Linked DNA regions of Mus musculus: all the other regions are linked to region 3. The links are chromatin contacts, called in public Hi-C maps. All regions are on one chromosome and are shown on one strand. Each heading gives the region's core, a stretch centred on a gene start, on an enhancer-like site or on the middle of the called end of the contact. The rest is flanking DNA. Distances are from core to core; before and after follow the strand shown. Region 1 holds the start of Vwa2 (von Willebrand factor A domain containing 2). Region 2 overlaps Nrap (nebulin-related anchoring protein). Region 3 has its middle 36 kb from the start of Gm32441.

Region 1 (2,700 bases), core at 70-2,569, 250 kb before region 3:
GAATGTGTGAGTCCTCAACTGTGGAGTTTGAAGGCTCAGCACTTTTAACAAATCCCATGTAGTGGGAGATGGTAATAGAACAGGTTGGGGCGGGCGGGGCAGAAGGTATATGCAAAGTCTTTGTACCTCTGCTCAGTTTGGCTATTAACTATAAAGCTAGCCCTCGGGTTTTCCCATCCATTCAACCACAGAAACACCGGCCTCTGGCTGGCTTGTTCCATAGTCTGCTGAAGGTGGGGGTGAATTGGTTTGTCTTTAAGTTCTGGGTGGGTAGACCCAAATCAGATTTGACAAGAAATACTTCCTTGATGGATTTTCAGGCACACTGGGGATGATAGAGGGAGGAGTCCTTCTGTATCCCTGGGCTTTGCCTCAGAATCAAGTCTAGAACATTCCATGCCCTGGAAGGTAGCTTTGAGCTAACCATCCAGACGCTTTCCGTTTCTTTCTCAATAAGACCATTTCGGAGCAAAGGAGACTTTGAAGTTTTAGGACTGAATCCACAGGCATTCAGAGGGCTCTCCGTTTATTTAACCAAGGGAGCATATAGTGGGATGCCATACCACTAACAATCATCCCCTCCCTTCCCTAGTGCGGTCCTTACTGAGAAGTCCAGGCTGATGCCGGCAGGCAACGCTGTAAGCAAACACAGCAGAGCATCATCCGCTCCTTTGCCTCTGTCTAGAGCTCAGACTTTTAAATCACGGATTCACAATGTGCTGAGCCCCTCCCACTTTATCTCTGCCCGCCACTGACGTCTGGTCCTGGGCAAGCTGGAAAAGGGCAAAGAACAGGGCCGAGCCAGGTGATGTTTGCTGCGGGGAGCCCGAAGGCAAGCATGTCTCTCCCAGGCGTGCGTTCTGCGAAAAGCAGAACCCCTGTCTCGCTCTCAGAGCAGCGAACTTCCCTCGAGTTCTTCAGGAAGTGACTTATTTGAAAGGACGAGGCTGTCTGTCTAGGAAACCCGGTTGAAATGCTGTAGCACCTGAGTGCTCATAATACGGAGTGATGAGCAAGTTCCCAAAGCTTTTTATCAAAACTCCAGCCCCTTCTGCAGTGGCCAGGGAAGGGGTCCCCACTACGGCGCCAGGCCGCTCGCGTTTCTCCATCCGCAGCCTGTCCCCCGGCCCCCACCTCCCAGGCCAGCACCCCTTACCTGGTGCGACGCCGCGTGCGCTCTCCGGGATGGCGTTCTTCCAGGCCGGCCGCTTAGGTGCGCGAGGACAAAGCGAACAAAGCCGGCGGCACTCGGCTTGGCTGGGCAGGTAGGGGCGCGGGCTCAGGCCTGGGGTTCCACACGCTCGCTCGCTCACTGGCAAGGGTGCGCCCAGTCCTCCGCCCCGCCCCGCCCCAGTTGTTGGAAGGCGTGGGCTCCCACCCGCGGAGCGCACAGCTGCTCTGCCCGCGGCGTAGGCTGGGCTCCGTTCGGGGGGCGCTGCGGCTCGCAGCCACGTGGGGCACCTGTTGGTCTCTCCCAGCAGAGGCGGGACGGGCCGCTCGGATGCAGCCTGTGAGGATCCGGACGTTCGGCGTGAGGGCGGCGCAACTATTGCTCCAGGGAACCGCGCCCGCCTCGTCCCTCGCCCTGCCCGGCGACCCGCGACCCACGACCCACGGACCGCAGCATCATCAACACTTCCGAGCGACCTGGCCGCTGCAAGCGGTGCGGCTGTGGTCACAGAGAGTGTTGGCTACTCCGCAGGTTTTATCGATTCCACCCTTGAGGAAATGTTGACTTTGGCATCGTTTCCATTTGTCTTCTGCTTTTTGCCAACCGGCCTGTTAGTTCTTGCAGGTGAGTGGTTATTGGGCAGCATTCGCCTTTTAACTTAGAGGGTGCCAGGTATTTGTCACAGAACAAACAACGGTGTCCCTTCTGGCAGGTGCTCCGTGCAGATAAACCCTCAAATCATTTTTATACTTAATCAAAACTACATATTGTGTGCTCATTGGAAAAGTTTACAAAATAGAAAACAAGAGAAAGCAAATAGAAAAGCCACTGGTACTCAGCTGCAGACCACTGGGGAAAAGCTTTCATTTCCTCCTTCAAAACCTTAGTTTCTTCCATTGATGCTTGATCATCCACACCTGAGTTGAACATCTGCAGTTTGGGCCGTTGTAACTCTGCTCTACCTATATACACCATTTGCTACTGCTTAATGCTGAGGCCTTAAGTTTAACACTCCAATCAGGTATCTCGGTGGGGCGGCCCAATTACATTTGGAAACTAGTAAATTTCCTAGACTACAAGTTATATACAAGAATTCCATTTTTCACACTTGTGTTTGTGTGTGCAGGTGCATCATCACATGTGAAGACATAGGAGGATCTGGGGGGAGTTTTGTTTTTTGTTGTTGGGTTTTTGTTCATTTTGTTTTTCTTCCACCACATGGTTTTTGAAGATTGAAATCACATTGGCAATCTTGAGGGCAAGTAAGTGCCTTTGCCAGCTAGGCTATCTCCCTGACCAAGGTCTGTTGTTTTTAACATAACTGTCTTCCAGGAAGCTCATCTGTTCCCTATTTTTTGCGCTTTCCCCCAGTATTCCTGTAAATGCCAACCTGCCAGGTAAATACTCCATTTTGTATTTTTACACATTCTTTGTATTTAACATCTCTCTGTTGCATTTCATTCTGTAGTTCTCGGATGGTTTCCAACTCGTCCTGTCTGAGAGCTTTCGGGGAAATTGGCACCTGGCAG
Region 2 (2,700 bases), core at 173-2,672, 250 kb after region 3:
AGACTGAAGATGCCACAAAGCATTGGTTTTTGTTTTTTGTTTTTTACCTTTTGTGGTTCTTATATTGGGACTCACTGAGTTTTTTTGTTACTCCAAACAGGTGAGGTACCATCAACAATATCATAGAGAAATGAAGGGAATGGCTAGTCCTGTCGGAGCCGAGGGTGGGATGACAAAGGACTCTGTAGACCGATGTGGCCAGGTACATGACACTTCCCAGAGCTGGTCTTCTCCAAGGCCAGCTCTTTGTTCCCTACAGCTGTGACAGTGTTGGACATGTGATCAGAGTTTGGACTTGGTGCAGGCAATATACAGAGCTCAGCTCATCTGCTTAGGTGAAGAACCCAAGTCCTTAAAAAAGAAAAAATTAACCTATGCTAATGTGGTGGTTTGGCCAATAAGAGGACGTTTCCATCTGTTCGCATGTATATGTGGTATGGTGTAGGTATGTATGATATAGAGTATGTATATATATATGTATGTATGCATGTATGTATGATATAGTATATTCATCTATGTGTGCGTGCATGTATTTTATAGTGTATGCATCTTTGTATGCATATGTATGTGATATAGTATATGTATGTATGATATAGAGTATGTGTGTATGATACAGTGTATGCATGTATGTATGAAATAATGTATTATAATATAGTGTATGTATGTATGTATGTATGTATGTATACACATATGTATGATATAGTGGTCCAGGCTCCAAGCTCTAGTATCTTATTCACCACATGTACATCTCTGGATGAGCTTTTCTGAGATCAGTCTCTGGGGTTATCACTGCTGACCCCACCCGTGCCAGGAGGGACACATTACTGATCAAAGTTTCTGATTGGCTCACCAGGTTTACTCAGAAGAGTGTGATGAACCCAGAGGAAAGGGCAGCTTCCCGGCCATGATCACCCCAGCGTATCAGAACGCCAAGAAGGCCAATGAACTTGTTAGTGACGTAAGTGCTGGCAGAGCCACTGAGGTGTGGATTATGGGATGCTGACAGCCACACTTGCTGAACGCCAAGCACAGACACACATCTCCTAGAGCCAAGCAAAAGCAGACTTCGAGGCCAGCCTCTGGTCCAAACGCAGACTCTCTTATTGATCTATTTATAGACTTTGATTGTGTTATCTGTTTGCATGGAAATGCAGTTGGACAAAGTCTACTGCTCACTTAGGCCATTTTCAAAATGTACAAATGCTGGTGCAAGCAGGTCAGCGGGGATGAGGGGAGCCTTGCCAAAATGCCAGTGTGAGATTGAAGGGAAAGCTCACTGAAGAAGTCGTGTATTATCAAATTGGGCGTGACCCAGTGAGTGATAAGTTTATTTAAAGAATATTAGGCAGCTGGCAATCGGTCCTTGAGAGACGGGCTATAATTAAACTTGGTAGAGTGTGGTGCTCACCGCAGTTCTTAACATGCCAGCTTGGACTTGGTCCCTAGCATTCATTCTTTCTGCCACTGTTCAGTGAGTGCCTGGGTACCTGGAACAGCGTCACCTTTGCCCTGAGATGGGAAATGCAAGGCGTTACTCCTTCCTCTGAGACACTGTAGAGATGGTGTTGAAATTTAGGGCAAATTGTGGTTGGAGTTTATTCTCTTAGCCATGGTGGCCTGAAGAACCTGTCTTCTTCCTCTAGGCAGTATCGGGAAGTGTGTGGACAGAGCCAGGAAAAGTTTTAGCACAAAAAGAATCAAGTGCTTTCTAAATTTAATAAGACCTTTTTTTTTTTTTTTTTTTTTTTAAAGCCCATAGGAACTTTCCTTCCTTTAGAGAGCCCTACTGAGTTAATCTTAACGTGGCAACCACAACTCCAGATTCCCCCTTGTGTGTTTCTTTCAGATAAAATACCGGCAGGACTTCCATAAGATGAAAGGTGCAGCGCATTTTCACTCCCTTGCAGCCCAGGACAACTTGGTTCTTAAGCGAGCTCAGAGTGTGAGCAAGCTTGTGAGTGAGGTGAGTATACTGGGGAGAGCTATCCTTCTGTACTGTCCCCCTTTTCCTCTCAGACAGTGAGTGCAGCGGCTTTGTTTAAAAATAATGCAGCTGGTTGCGGCACCTATCTATAACCTATTTACATATACACACACATACATAAACACACACATATACACACATACATACACACATATATACACATATACACATACATACATACACACACATACATATATACACATACATACCAACACACATACATACATACGTACATACACACACATATATACACACACATCCATATACATACACACATATACACACATATACACACACATCCATATACATACACACATACACACACACATATATACACATACACACATACATACACACATACAGACAGACAGACAGACACACATACATACATACATACATACATACATACACACATATATGCATAAATAACTTGACAGGTAGGGCAGGAAGATCAGGAGTTCAAGGCCACTCTAGGCTATATAGTGAGTCAGAGGCCAGCCTATGCTACATGACATCCTGGCTTATAACAAATAAATAAAATGAAACTACGCAAATGGTCCTCATGTTGCCAGTCTCCAAATATAGAACCAAATAAGTGAACTCTTTCCCTGTTGGCTCATAGCTTTCTTACTAAATATTCAAAAGTCCCATTCAGCAGATTTATAGTTGTTAGAAAGAGCACTAGAGGATGCAACTTTTAGAGATTTGTTTTTATC
Region 3 (2,700 bases), core at 63-2,562:
CTCAGAAGTCTGTCTTGCTCTGGCCAACGAGCTTCCAAATTTTGGTGGCATTATAAGTGGTGTCAGGATGACCCATCAACGTGTAAAGATTTTCAAAATTTTATCTTTCTGGAATGAGTCGGTACATTTCAATTCCCATTCAAAGTTGCTTTAAATATATAAGTAGATGATCACATTTACTTTTGAGTCCCAGCAGCCTCTTTTTTTTTTTTCATAAGGATGAAGTTTGTTAGTCTGTCCCATGTGTCTCTCACACCAACAGCCTGGACAACCATGCACGTGTTGCTGTGTTTGTGAGCGTGTAGCAGCCACAAAGCTTAAATCTAGCTAAGCCTCTGTATTTGGGCAAGACAGGGTAGCCTTGTTCCAGAGCCAGGCTGAAGGGGAAGTCTGGGAGCACAGGAGATCTAGCTGAGACTATGAGGGGAGCTATAGATAGAGGTGTTCTGTCTAGTGTCCCCCCTATCCCACTGGGACATTAGCTGGGGGATCTGCATACACACAGCCATTCAAAATTAGAACCATGTGTCCCTTCACTCTGGCCCAAGCTGGTACAGGGGTATGGGGATGCCTAGCCAAAGACTCATAAGTCATAAAAGGAGGGACAGGACAGGCTGGGGCATCAGGAAATCTGTTCTAGACAAAGATGGAGAGGGGAATGAGTAAGAATAAGAGGCAGAACCCAGGACAGCCTTCAGCAAATACCGTGGTGGCCACCCCTCAAAACGGGCAAATCGCAAAGAGGTCCATGGTCCGTACTACCTCCAGTAGGAACCCAGCACAGGAGCCCCTTAAATCCCTCCCAGCCTCTGCAGGCCATGATAGGAGCGTACCTCTCTCTGGAGGAGGTAGACAGCCACTCGCCAGATAAAAGTCAGCTTTACTAGCTCTGGGCTCAATGGTTGCGTTAACTGAAGCCCCCAGAACTAAATGCCAAAGAGCCCTTAGTCTAAGTCTGGTACCCCAAGTCAGTGTGCCTCAGGGGACCAGCAGTGTTTGTCCTGTGGCTCCTTTCTCCGGGTGACGAAATGGAAGAAACTGGAGGGATGTTTATGGAGTGGAAGTCTAGGAGAGTACAAAACAGGCTTCCACGCAGCTGGCCTGAGTCAACAGACCGCCTCCCTCGTGTAGAGAAATGCATCCTTTTCCAGTCACACAGGTGAAATCACACGAAGACTGATCCCATGGTCTCTAGGTTTTGCTGGAATTTTGTGATAGCAAATATTGATTGAAGCTGGTGGGCCGCCAGCACGGTCTGTCCATGTTTGAGAACTCTGGAAACTCTGGCAGGCTGTAGTGGAGAGGATGGGACTGAGTTCCGTCCCTGTGTCTGTTACCAACCAGCAGTGTGTCCTTCCATGACCCTCATGGGCTCATGGCCTGCCTGGTTTCCGCATTTGTAGAAGGACTGGATCTTTGTAGTTGGACTAAGTCTTTTCCAGATCTACGAATGAGTGATCTTATGACGTAAAGTGATATTGCTAAAGTCATCTGATGTTAATTTGGACTTCAAATCCATTCTGATTAATGTTTTCAGGCTCAGGGGGTGGCCTGAAGTGCACTTGCAAAATCCAAATTGGTCTCTTCCAGAGCCTAAGTCAACAGAAGGCTGGTGGCCTTTGGCAGCCACTTGGGGTCTCCAGGCTGGCAGATGGTATGGACTTTGGTACCATTGACAAAGTGTGGTTCACCTCTATCTGGAGCCTACAGTAAAACCATATTAAGTTTTTTGTGTTCCTGTTTCTAGCTGCATAGACACAGTTCAAATAGGGCTGAAAGCCCCAAGGGAGACAACTAGAATTTTAATTACAATCTCTCAAGACCATCAAAGCCTTATTAAGGAATGCTCTGAGTTCCAAATCCTACTAGCACGGGTCAACTCCCTGCAACCAGATGAGTCTCACTTTATAAACACTGGAGAGAAACAAGGCAGCTTTGACCACTGGGTGCTCACAGGAAGCCAGGCTGATGACAGGGTCTGGCCCTATCTCAAACACCTGTGGCTCTCCTTTACAAATAGGGGACAAAATGAAAAAGGAGGTGGTTTCTTGTGCTCAGCCGTGACAATGGCAACCTTTCTAATGCCCAGCTCCAGAATGACATGTGTATTTGGGGATGACAAAGGGGGACGTTTTAGCATCTAAAGCATTTGTGTGAGTGTTTATTTGTGTGAGTGTTCCTAATGAAAGAAAGAAAGCTGTCAGTATGGTCTATAGAACAGTGGTCTGGATTTGTGGTGCACAGAATGGCTACGTAGCCATGGAACTTAACCATCCTTGGGTGATTGTACTGGCTGGTTTTGTGTCAACTTGACACAGCTGGAGTTATCACAGAGAAAGGAGCTTCAGTTGAGGAAATGCCTCCATGAGATCCAACTGTAAGGCATTTTCTCGACTAGTGATCAAGGGGGAAAGGCCCCTTGTGGGTGGGACCATCTCTGGGCTGGTAGTCTTGGGTTTATAAGAGAGCAGGTTGAGCAAGCCAGGGGAAGCAAGCCAGTAAAGAACATCCCTCCGCGGCCTCTGCATCAGTTCCTGCTTCCTGACTTGTTTGAGTTCCAGTCCTGACTTCCTTGGTGATGAACAGCAGTATGGAAGTGTAAGCTGAATAAACCCTTTCCTCCCCCACTTGCTTCTTGGTCATGATGTTTGTGCAGGAATAGAAACCCTGACTAAGACAGTGATGCGCCGAGGAACTGGT

The links. A called contact is a pair of places that touch in the nucleus more often than the background predicts.
Region 1: a Hi-C map of liver shows a contact between it and region 3, with 4 times the contacts expected there. The contact joins the promoter of Vwa2 here to the enhancer-like site in region 3. A contact is called at or near these places in 3 of 39 promoter capture datasets (the HPC-7 cell line and liver), 2 of 484 Hi-C or Micro-C datasets (both in liver) and 1 of 115 datasets of contacts at active chromatin or transcription factors (pancreatic cancer cells).
Region 2: a contact with region 3 is called in a Hi-C map of liver, with 2.3 times the contacts expected there. The contact joins two enhancer-like sites. A contact is called at or near these places in 4 of 39 promoter capture datasets (embryonic stem cells, liver and second pharyngeal arch cranial neural crest) and 2 of 484 Hi-C or Micro-C datasets (liver and nephron progenitors).

Annotation. Positions count from the first base shown.
Region 1 is chr19:56,873,035-56,875,734 of GRCm38.p6, reverse strand. It overlaps Vwa2 (von Willebrand factor A domain containing 2), which reads right to left and starts at 1,319. Exons shown (of 14, transcript NM_172840.2): 1 at 1,157-1,319.
Region 2 is chr19:56,377,318-56,380,017 of GRCm38.p6, reverse strand. Nrap (nebulin-related anchoring protein) reads left to right here. Exons shown (of 42, transcript NM_008733.4): 9 at 101-202; 10 at 854-958; 11 at 1,847-1,963. Among named protein-coding and RNA genes, the nearest start is that of Nrap, 11 kb to the left of the region's middle. Within about 2 kb of position 1,422, at least 10 of the 459 cell types and tissues checked have an H3K27ac peak or open chromatin away from gene starts, as enhancers often do. A contact at or near this core is called in liver, where this site is marked.
Region 3 is chr19:56,626,838-56,629,537 of GRCm38.p6, reverse strand. No RefSeq gene overlaps it. Among named protein-coding and RNA genes, the nearest start is that of Gm32441, 36 kb to the left of the region's middle. Within about 2 kb of position 1,312, at least 4 of the 459 cell types and tissues checked have an H3K27ac peak or open chromatin away from gene starts, as enhancers often do. A contact at or near this core is called in liver, where this site is marked.